Regions from separate parts of the Gossypium arboreum genome. Here regions 2 and 3 are each linked to region 1. The links are chromatin contacts, called in public Hi-C maps. All regions are on one chromosome and are shown on one strand. The core of a region is the stretch at or near the end of the contact, and the rest is flanking DNA. Distances in the headings are between cores, read along the strand shown. Region 1 holds the start of LOC108460555 (coronatine-insensitive protein 1-like). Region 2 holds the start of LOC108460436 (glycosylinositol phosphorylceramide mannosyl transferase 1). Region 3 holds the start of LOC108460674 (probable sugar phosphate/phosphate translocator At3g11320).

What was found. Hi-C and Micro-C count contacts between places; a contact is called where the count stands out from the background.
Region 2: a Hi-C map of leaf shows a contact between it and region 1, with 3 times the contacts expected there. The contact joins the promoter of LOC108460436 here to the promoter of LOC108460555 in region 1. A contact is called at or near these places in 2 of 5 Hi-C or Micro-C datasets (both in leaf).
Region 3: a contact with region 1 is called in a Hi-C map of leaf, with 3 times the contacts expected there. The contact joins the promoter of LOC108460674 here to the promoter of LOC108460555 in region 1. A contact is called at or near these places in 2 of 5 Hi-C or Micro-C datasets (both in leaf).

What each region holds. Positions count from the first base shown.
Region 1 is chr4:16,583,955-16,587,609 of ASM2569848v2, forward strand. LOC108460555 (coronatine-insensitive protein 1-like) reads right to left here and starts at 1,896. Exons shown (of 3, transcript XM_017760081.2): 1 at 987-1,896. The coding sequence starts at 1,483.
Region 2 is chr4:16,870,352-16,873,891 of ASM2569848v2, forward strand. LOC108460436 (glycosylinositol phosphorylceramide mannosyl transferase 1) reads left to right here and starts at 2,011. Exons shown (of 5, transcript XM_017759929.2): 1 at 2,011-2,627; 2 at 3,240-3,540. The coding sequence starts at 2,428. The region is part of intron 1 of LOC128291761 (a long non-coding RNA gene); the gene reads right to left.
Region 3 is chr4:16,260,932-16,264,565 of ASM2569848v2, forward strand. It overlaps LOC108460674 (probable sugar phosphate/phosphate translocator At3g11320), which reads left to right and starts at 1,616. Exons shown (of 5, transcript XM_053027029.1): 1 at 1,616-1,959; 2 at 2,173-2,645. The coding sequence starts at 2,205. It overlaps LOC108460676 (60S ribosomal protein L35a-1-like), which reads left to right. Exons shown (of 5, transcript XM_017760263.2): 3 at 391-619; 4 at 704-746; 5 at 1,273-1,490. The coding sequence ends at 745.

The DNA.
Region 1 (3,655 bases), core at 646-3,145:
GTCCAAAGGCAATTGCTATCAAAACTGTTGTTTGAAAGAAAATGAAACATTAATGGATCAATCAAGTAAAAACACAGGTATTGTTATCGGTATCCTGTCATTCATACTAGAGTGCCTTACTACAACCTCAGAAAGCTTCATGACATGGCATCGCAATGGTCCTATGCAACTACAAGCAGTACAAACCAAACCAAACTTTCACCCATGCTCCTCCCCCGACTTGACCATTCACTAACTCCTGAAGCTCAAGAAATCACATAGATCCCATACAATTTCATGCAACTTTAGCACATATGCAATCAGGATGTTTCATCATTCATACATATTTTCCATTCGTTCTACAATCGTAAAATGTACCAACACTACCACAATCATGCACTACAAACAAAACCAAATTTTCACAGTTGCTTCTTCCCTGAGTAGACCAGTCACTAACTCCTAAAGATTCGGGATTCAAAATGACCGCATACAGTTTCATGGAACTTTCCCATCTATGCAATCAAAATGTTTCATCGTTCAGATTGATTTTCCATCAGTTCCACATTCAAACAAACGCAGCAACAACCACATCTGTAAACGATGCTTACAAGCTGAGGAGAAGAAAGATTTTCCTCGACTTCAAACGCTTGAACTAAACAGTTACAAATAGAAGTAATTGGGATTGAATACATGTTTCATTAAACATAACCACTTCCAATAAACACTAATCGAAATATTCCTACAATTCAACTCAACCAAACTCAAGAAAACTAAGATAAGGTTTAACCCCCAAGTAGTTGGAACTTACTAAATCAGTCCTCTTTACTCGATCCCACTGAGTTCAATCCATATTTGATCATTTCTTTCAGCAGATGCTCGAACTAAAAGAACTTTCAACAATGAATTAAAGAACGAATTTCATCGGACTTAAGCCTAAGCTTGACTAATTTCACAAAGAAACAAGAACCCATAGTTGCACAAGAATTAAGAAAGGAAGAAAAAGTTACCGGCACAAACGGCCAACGTGCAAAAGACCATCAGTAGAAAAACCAGAGCATTTATCAAGCTTCAAAACCTGCAAAACCTTCCCTCTAGACCTAGCCAAAACTTCCAGATCCGAATCTTTAACAATCATTCTTCTGAAATGGACGGCTTTCAAGCAATTGAAATTCTCCGCTATTTCATTCACCCACGGCGTAACGTACCCACCCCAATCTTCAGGTATCAAATTAAACATCGCAGCCCGAGGCTTCCCTTTCAATTTCAAGGATTCCAAGTGACGGAACCGTCGCCTCAACCGATCGGGACTCGTCGTGTAACAAAGCGCGATCGTTATGTGCTTACGAGTCAGCGCGTCGAGCTCGTACCACCGCCTGCAAACTAGAGATACGGCGTCGCGGTCTTTCGGGTCGTCGATGTACGGCATCACGCAGCCTAATACGACATCGGACATACCGGGTTGTGACGTCATCGTTTTGTGCAACTTATTACCATTTTCCTCCATCTAATAAATCAAAACTGATCTTTTTTAAAGGGAAATTAAAATCAAAACGGTTTTTTAACCCAAAACAGACAAAAAAGAATGGATCGATCTGATTAAAGAAAGTAAAACACTTTTTTTTCGGAGCTCTGTTTTATTTTTTCATAAAAGAAAAGGCGGTAGGATCCGAAACGAAACGGAACTCAACCGGCGATAAAACGAATCGGGTCAGATAAGGATCGGGTCGAGAAGGCATGGGGAAGAAGAGATTGTTGATTGAGCACACAGAAAAGCGAAGAGAAAAGAGCTGAGAAAAAGTTTCAGTAGATAAAGGAGGGTCGAAATGGACGGCCGAGATTCATCAGAAAAGAAGATCCAAGTGAAAAATATAATTATAGGATCAGACCAGACAATTCAGCTGCTCTAAATTAAATATATATATATATTAAAAATACAAAAGAAAATAGTATTGCAACCAATTAGTGGAGACTGAAAAATAAATTTAATAATTTTTGATTGGTTGCGTCAGTATTGGAAGTATTAATGTGATGTGGTACATCTCAGTCTTTCTAATTGTTGAATTATTCCACTACTTTTTTAATCTGATTAAATTTAATTATTAATTATATTCTGCACCCAGCAGTTGTCATCCTTGTGGCCTTTCTTAATTTTCAATTAATTTTTTTTTCGTAAAAAATGTTTATTAAAAGCAGCTGCTATTTCATGCTTTTCCTTTTTTTTTTTTTTGGGTAAAAAAGAAAGAAGGTGGGAGAAACCCAAGGAATTAACCAGTACAGTTAATGTTTATCCCTAAGCTCTCTTGTAGTAGAACCAAAACCATTTCCTGACTGAAAGAGTAAAAGCCAATGGGGTTCTTCTTGGTTGATCTAGACAAGATATCAGTTGCCCTATTTGCTTACAATTTAATCTCCCAACTTTGGACCAACAGCTCGCAAATATCCTATACAAGCTATCAGGTACCCTGTTTTGCTCTTTTCATATGCATTTCATGTTAGTCTTAAAGTAACGCCTTTGCTTTCAATCTAGTTACATCTTATACAAGCTCATGCTGCTAGTTTCCCACTTCTCTTCCCATGTGGCATAGGATAGGAGTAATACTTCATTTCATATCTCCTTAGAAAAGGACACCCAAAGAAAATGTGGCTTTTGGTTTCTTGTTCCACATGGCACATTCCATTAATGCGCGTGCCTTTGGTATGTAGTCTGTCACGAATGACCATCCAAATTAAGAAATGAATGCTTTCAAATATGAACTGGGAACCACAAAACCAATTTTGTCCTATTCCACAAGTTCTTAACATACTCATATTTTCTCCTCAAACTTTAGCCGCAATATATTTGTCACTAGGGAATCTCCACACAACACCATTCCGGAACACAATTTTTTTATGCAACATCATGCTTTTGTAAGAATTTCTTCCAAATCCAACTATAATTCCAAGTAATTAACACTACGTTTGGTTGGCATGAATAACCAATCAATTCCTGGTTAATTCAGTGATAAACAATTATTCATTAATTTGATTCACCGAATCCTTCATTCGACGAAATCTCATTCATTACCCATTCTACCTTCTCCCGTAATGGCCATTCCCCACCAAACCCAAAGAATAGGACTACACAACCACCACCGAATAAAGAAAAAAACATAACTTCCCATTCTTGCCCTGTACCACTCTCCCTCATCAAACATCTCAAGCCACCACACCCCCAACCCTGTCTCCTCATTCATGTTCGGTTATTCTCATCCCATGACGATCATTGAAATTGTCAAAAACTTTCCCAAAGTTTAGACGAGTAAGGTTATTATTCCCATCAATCTCACTTCCATTGTGAGAATTTCATCTCTTTGCTTTTTTGCTTGTATTCTCTAGTAGGGAGCTGTGAAAAAAATTGAGTTTTCGAAAAAAAAATTGTCAATTGGTTGATCCGATTGTTTTAGGGCAATTTAGGTTAGAAATCTAAGCTTGTTGTTTTCAAATTGCAGTTGGTTTTTATGGGCATTTCTGTTTATTGCAAGAGATTTTAAGTTGCTTGTCTTAATAGCAAGGGATTTCAATTTTAGGTTGGGATTTATTGTTTGTGGTAAATGGGTAGTTGGGTTTTGGATTTTGGATTTTGAGCTCTAAATCAGTTACAAAGTTTTTGAGCAAGAAAAACAAATGTGAGACATGA
Region 2 (3,540 bases), core at 761-3,260, 290 kb after region 1:
TTAAAATATACTATTTTCGTATTTTATTTTTTATATTATTTTAGAACATAATGTTTCATGTATTATTTTAGTTTTTTATATTAATTTAGTAAAATCTATGATTTTGGCCGTTTTATTTATTTTATTTTCGGATTTTATTTTTAAAATATACTATTTTCGTATTTTATTCTTTTATATTATTTTAGTACATAATGTTTCAAATGTATTATTTTAGTTTTTATATTAATTTAGAAAAAGCTCTGATTTTGGCCTTTTTTATTTTTATTTTCAGATTTTATTTTTAAAATTTATTATTTTCGTATTTTGTTTTTTATATTATTTTAGTACATAATGTTTCATGTATTACTTTAGTTTTTTATATTAATTTAGAAAAAACTCTGATTTTGGCCCTTTTATTTTTATTTTCGGATTTTATTTTTAAGATATATTATTTTCGTATTTTTATATTATTTTAGTACATAATGTTTCATGTATTATTTTAGTTTTTATATTAATTTAGTAAAAATCTGTGATTTTGGTCTTTTTTATTTTGTTTTCGGATTTTATTTTTAAAATATACTATTTTCGTATTTTATTTTTTTATATTATTTTAGTACATAATGTTTCAAATGTATTATTTTAGTTTTTTTATATTAATTTAGTAAAAATTCTAATTTTGGCCGTTTGTTTTTATTTTATTTTAATTTTATTTTTCAAAATATACTATTTTCGTATTTTATTTTTTATTATTTTAGTACATAATGTTTCATATGTATTATTTTAGTATATTTATATTAATTTAGTAAAAACTCTGATTTTGACCTTTTTTATTTTATTTTTAGATTTTTAAAATATATTTTTAAAATATACTATTAAGTTATTCTTTTAATATTTTTATACTATTTTTGTAAAAAACTCATCACATAAAAAATCAAAATATAACATGCCAAATAAAATTAATAAAAATATATCTAATTAACCTAAAACACACTTACCAAATAAATTAAATAAAATAATAAAAAATATTTTTGTACATAACATAGATAGGATTTTTACTTCAATGAAAATTAAAAATAAATTAAGAATATATATAAAAATAAAATAAATACAAACATACATTAATATCTCTTTTATCCAAAATATACCTTACAAAAATTAAATTTAAAAATTAAATCAAAATCAATCAACAATAATAACATTAACAATTAATATAAATCATTTATTTCCTTAAATTAACAATTAAAATTATTTCTTTAAAAAATATTACTTTTTTTTTCCTTCCCTCCCTCCTCTTCTTCTTCTCCTTCTCTTTTTCTTTCTCTTTTTCTTTTTCTTTTTTCTTCCCTCACCAATGTTGCCTCTTCCTTCTTCTTCTCCTTCCCCCTTTCTTCTTCTTCTTCACTCAGGCACACAAAGAAATTGGGGACTATTTTAAGGTCCTCAAACACATAATAAAACAAAAGAAGTGGCTCAGAGCAGTCCCGTCGGTGGCAGTGAGGAGTCCCGTCGGTGCAGAAGAGTGAGCGTTGCCGCCTGTGGGGTACCCTCCACCCTTATTTTATTATTATTTTTTTCGTCCTATTCTTTTTTTTTTTAACATGCAAATCTATCAAAAATATTTAGATTTGAGGGTGATGCCGCCTATGCACCACCCTTCATCACTTGCAATAATCTATTTTCGTATTTAATTTTAAGGACATCCTATTTTAATTTTTTTTTATATTATTATCGTAAAAATCCCTCGGATAAGGATAAGCAAATGAACAAGAAAAAGAATAAAGTTATTTTCTTTTAAAATTATTTTTATATTTATTGATTTATGGTCTAACGTCGAAGTGGTCATAAGCGTGTTGCTGTTTGAAGAATTTTTAAAAATATTTTACTGGAACAAATCAAATAAATTTGAATAAGTCCTAATTATAAAATATCTTGTCGGCTAAGGGTCAACCTCAGTAACTGTCATGAACCATTTTAATCCAACGGTTCTCAATACTTCCTTTCACATCAACGTATCTTTTCTTCTATCCTGATCTGAGAATTCTTAAAAAGGAACGAACCCCGAACGTACATTGCAATGGGCAATAAAAAACCACGAGCACATCAACATCTCAGTTTCAGCCAATAATATCCCTCCGCGCGTTACCCTAGCATCCATCTTATGGGACTCTACCTCCTTAACCTCATACACATAACCACACCCTATAACTCTCCCCACCCTTTTCCCTTCACCGGTTCTTCCTCACCGGCGACAAATCTACTTCCCTCTCACCGCACCGGAGCCGAATCATATAAATAGCAATTCAACAAGCGGCGGATGAAATTTTCAGTTTCGTGACTCGGGCTCCATTCAACGTCACATCCCTCGAGTTCAGACTTCAGATCGACTCAGTCTTCTTATAAGGAAAAAGGGAAAGGGGGGAGATTGAGGAATTAGAGTGATAGAAGACGATGAGGGGCGGTTTACCTATTAGCCGTCGATCGGTTTTCAAGTTGCGTCAAGTTGGGATCGGGACGCTTGGATCGGCAAAGATCAAGATCCTTCTCTGCGGTTGCGTCGTGTTAAGTCTACTCGCAATCGCGAACCGAAACCGCGACAGTTCTTCGTTTATGGGATGGACCGGTGACTTTGACCGCTCTTCTTCTCCAAGGTGCATCTCCCTATTACTATATATTAACTTTTATAATCTTATATTTTCGTTTGAATTTTCTTTCAGATTTTTGTTGAGTAGTTTCCAAGTTTAGATATAAAAAAAAAAGGAACCATGACTAAAAGAGGTTCGTTTGTTTTTGGAAACTTCGAGTAAATATATCATCTAAATCAAGATTTTTATTGGAAACTCCATCAAATTGTTATCAAGTTCTTTTATTTATGGTAATTTAATTATTTTTAAACCATAACAACAGTTAGGATCTGAAACTAAGCCCGTTTTAGCTTAAAATATTAGGAAGTGATTGATAATTCTAACTTCAAATTTAAAGGTTCTTTTTGGTGTTTATTCTGTTTAGATGTATAAAGAAGGGTGTTTTTTTTTTTTTTGTATAGGAAAGTTCATATCTTTTAAAAGTTCTTTTTTTTTTTTTAAATTTTCTTAGGGATCTTGAACTCGAACAAAATCACTCTGAGCTTATATTGTTACTAAAAATTTCAACAAATGATTGATATACAGTAGAAACTTAAATCTTTTAAAGGCATTTACTGAAAAATTTTCCAGATTTGATAATAAAGTGATGATGTTCATTACTGGGTTGTGTAAGTACAGGGGAAGATACTCGATTGTAATGAATACTTGGAAAAGATATGATCTCTTGAAGAAGTCGATTTCCCACTACACGTCATGTCCGAGGCTCGATTCTGTACATATTGTATGGAGTGAGCCGGATCCTCCATCTGATTCGCTTAAAAGATATCTCAACCATGTTGTGCGTTCAAACTCTAGAAAGGATCAGCAAGTTGAGTTGGTCTTTGATATCAATAAAGAAGATAGCTTGAACAACAGATTTAAAGAAATTAAGGATTTGAAGACGGATGCGGTTTTCTCAATTGATGATGATGTTATATTC
Region 3 (3,634 bases), core at 366-2,865, 320 kb before region 1:
CTCTTTTTACGGAAATTGAATATTTAGTTAAATGTAGGATTAAATTTAGCTGATTTAATCTGTTAAATGGAAAATAAAGTTGAAGTTTTAACTGTATTGTTTGTTTGTTATGAAATTGAGTGAAGGAAACAAAAAATTAGTTACTTTTTGTTTTTTTGCTGAAGTAGGTTTTTTATTGACTATAGGTGCTGGGTAGTGCTTCATTTTCGAACTAAAATCAGTGTTTGGGTAATAAAGGGTGATTGAATTTCTAGGTTTTAGAATGAGGGTTTGGAGTTGTGTTTTTTTAGATGTTCTGAGTTGAAGAACTAGACATTGATTTTGGGGGCTGTTATATTTTATGTTTGGGATTTAAGCTTATTATTTGTTTGATGGTGGTGGTGTGGTTAGGTCGAAGTCGAACCAGTACCCAAATACTTCTTTGATCCAGATTGAGCGAGTTAACACCAAGGAGGAAGTAGCTTGGTATGCAGGAAAGCGCATGGCTTATATATACAAAGCTAAGGTGAAGAAGAATGGCTCACACTATCGCTGCATTTGGGGAAAGGTCACTAGACCTCATGGTAACAGTGGTGTTGTTCGTGCTAAGTTCAAGTCTAACCTTCCCCCAAAATCTATGGTGAGCGTGTTACATTGTTATTATTTAATGGATTTCTCAACAATGTGTTTTAGATCTTACTTCATCTTTTTGTTTCCATTGCAGGGAGATCTAGTCAGAGTCTTCATGTACCCTAGCAATATCTAAGGTAATCTTGGCTTCACAGTTTATGTTCTATCTTATTTGTTTTGTGGATTTACGAGTTTGCCACTTTCTTTGGTTGAACCGGGATTTGTTTGTTTGTATGTGATGAATCTTCTTCAGTTTAATGATTGCAACTTTCTGTTTGAAGATTAGCTGCTTGACGGACAAGCTAATTTTTGTACATTAATTGCCTTCTGTATTCATTGTTATGTCCTTTTTGTGTGTCTGTTACAATTTTTGCTGTGAATTTGTGTTGAAGTCTAGGCATGTGAACAACTGCAACTTTTATAATGACTACATCTGTAATTATTCAAACGTTTGATCATTGCTATGGTTGACACAATCTGTCATCTTTTAGCCTAATTCTTGTCTAGATCCTTGCACCTCGCCTTAAAACATTTGTTCAAATTGTTTATATAGTGATATTAATCTCGTTTTAGAGTGTGATAAATCGTCCTTGTGACATACTATTGTAGCTACTAATGCTTGTTTACTATCTCCTAATTTTGCATTTTCTTCTTTGTTTGCAGCTGTCTCGATGCCGGACGGCTTGTGATTGACTACTTGAGTGACTCTGCCTTTTCACTTTGTTCTGATAAACTTATTCAACATGTTTGGTGTTTATTTTTGGTTTGTTTAGGATGGTGTATGAAATAAGACAATTAGCATTTTGTTTACACATATTTTCTTTTCTCAAGGATTTTTACTTAAATTTGAAGATTTTGGATAATCATTCATTTTTTGGGAATCTATTGTCATCTTTGGTCTTCTGCTAGGTTTTTAGCTAGGGGCTAATCGAGCTCGACTCAGAGGGGAATCTTTATAAAATTACTTTGATTTTCTTTATTTATTAAAATGATAATTTTTTGCTAAACTCTTCACTCTTAATTAAAAGAAAGAAACAATTCATTTCTATTGAATTTTGTATCTAAAATTGAGCTAACATATTTCTAATAAACCCAAACGAATAAACTAATGAGTCTCAATTAATTAATTGGTAAACCCACCTTGTCCTCTTCCATAAGGCCCTAAATAAATAACATTAGGAAAAATTCAAAAAGAAACACAGAAACACACAAGCTTTTATATCCCATTTCTTCCTCTCTCTTTAGTCCTTTCTTCAGAAAAATCTGTAGAGAGAGCCACATTCTTTCCATTTGGTGTTCCTCAAAACTGAAAAGCTTTCTTTTTAAAAAAAATAAAAACTCTTTTTTAAGGTAACATTTCTAGATTTTCTGCCATTTTGGAAATGGGGATCCTTGATTTTCTAAAGAGAAACTTCAATTAAATCCATAGAAGCTAATTCAATCCCATCATTCCAAAATAAAAAATAAAAAATAAAAAAAAATCCCTTTGTTTCCAAGAAAAAGACCCATTGTTTAACAGATTTCAAGTTAATCCCGTTTTCTTTCTCCTTTTTTTAATCCCAGATACCCAGATCTTCAAAACACCAAAGAAGACCATGAAAACCAACTCCAAATTGTTCACAATCGGGCTAGTAACAGCCTGGTACTCCTCCAACATTGGTGTATTGTTGTTAAACAAATATTTACTAAGCAATTATGGTTTCAGATACCCCATCTTCTTAACCATGTGTCACATGACAGCTTGTTCATTGTTAAGCTACATCGCAATTGCATGGATGAAGATGGTCCCCATGCAGACCATTCGATCTAGGGTCCAATTCTTCAAGATTTCGGCGTTGAGTTTGGTATTTTGTGTGTCGGTGGTGTTTGGGAATATTTCTTTGAGGTTCCTTCCGGTTAGCTTTAATCAGGCTGTTGGTGCTACGACGCCATTTTTTACGGCGGTATTTGCTTACTTGATGACATTAAAGAGGGAGGCATGGCTTACTTATCTTACCCTTGTTCCTGTTGTTGCTGGGGTTATCATTGCCAGTGGGGTATGTATTTTGCTTGTTTTTCTTGGAATATGAAATTGTTTACCCTTTTCTTTTGCTTTTACTGGAAATGGGTTTGGCTTAACTTTGTTGGTTTTATATAATATAAGTGATGATAGAGTAGTTAATGAAATTGGTAGCTTATTTTAGGGATCTGTTGATAATCTTTTTGGAATGTGGAAACTGGTTTCTTTTATTTTTGTTCAAATTAGTGTTGATTTGCTCCTTTTTTTTTGTTGGATAATGGTTCAAAGTGTTGTATTGTTGTAAATAAATGGGTTCTTGAGTCTCATTTCAATTTTGTGACCATCATGTAGCCTAAAGAATCCATTAATTGTTGTAGATTGCAGTACTTTGAACTTAGAATTATGAATTGAAGGATTTGCTTCTAGCTCTTTTCAGCTGCTGAAAAATGGAATTGAAATACCCTGTTTCTTATCTTAATTTGGAGGGTTTTTAAATAATAATGATCATAATTTGTGGATGGAGAGGGATCCATTTACACCGGTGCACCCTTTTGTATCTTTTTGTACAATCAATATTTTAAGATCCAACCTCCATTCATATGTCAAATTTGATGCAAATTAAAAATTTATAAGGATTTGTTTTAGGTAAAAATCTTTCAACCATTTAATAGATATTTATGTGTAGTATTTTAGATCAATATGATGAAGATATCTGATCAGTTTGAAAATTTACATGCATGACAATTACAATTTCAACGATAAATTCAACGGTTGGATTGTTAAAATATTAATCATACGAAGAGATATAAAAAGGTGTAAAACTACTTTAGTTTTACACTAGTGTAACTGGATCCCGTCCCCTTTGTGGGTTATCTATTCTTTTATGTTGGTTTCATATAGATAATTAACTCATGAACTTATTGTTTATGATTCATCAATGCATCTCTTTTTCCTCCTCTGCTTTTTCTCTGGCATTTTCCATATTGTATGTTTCAATTGTGCTACTTAGAAGGGTGTAGCATTGAA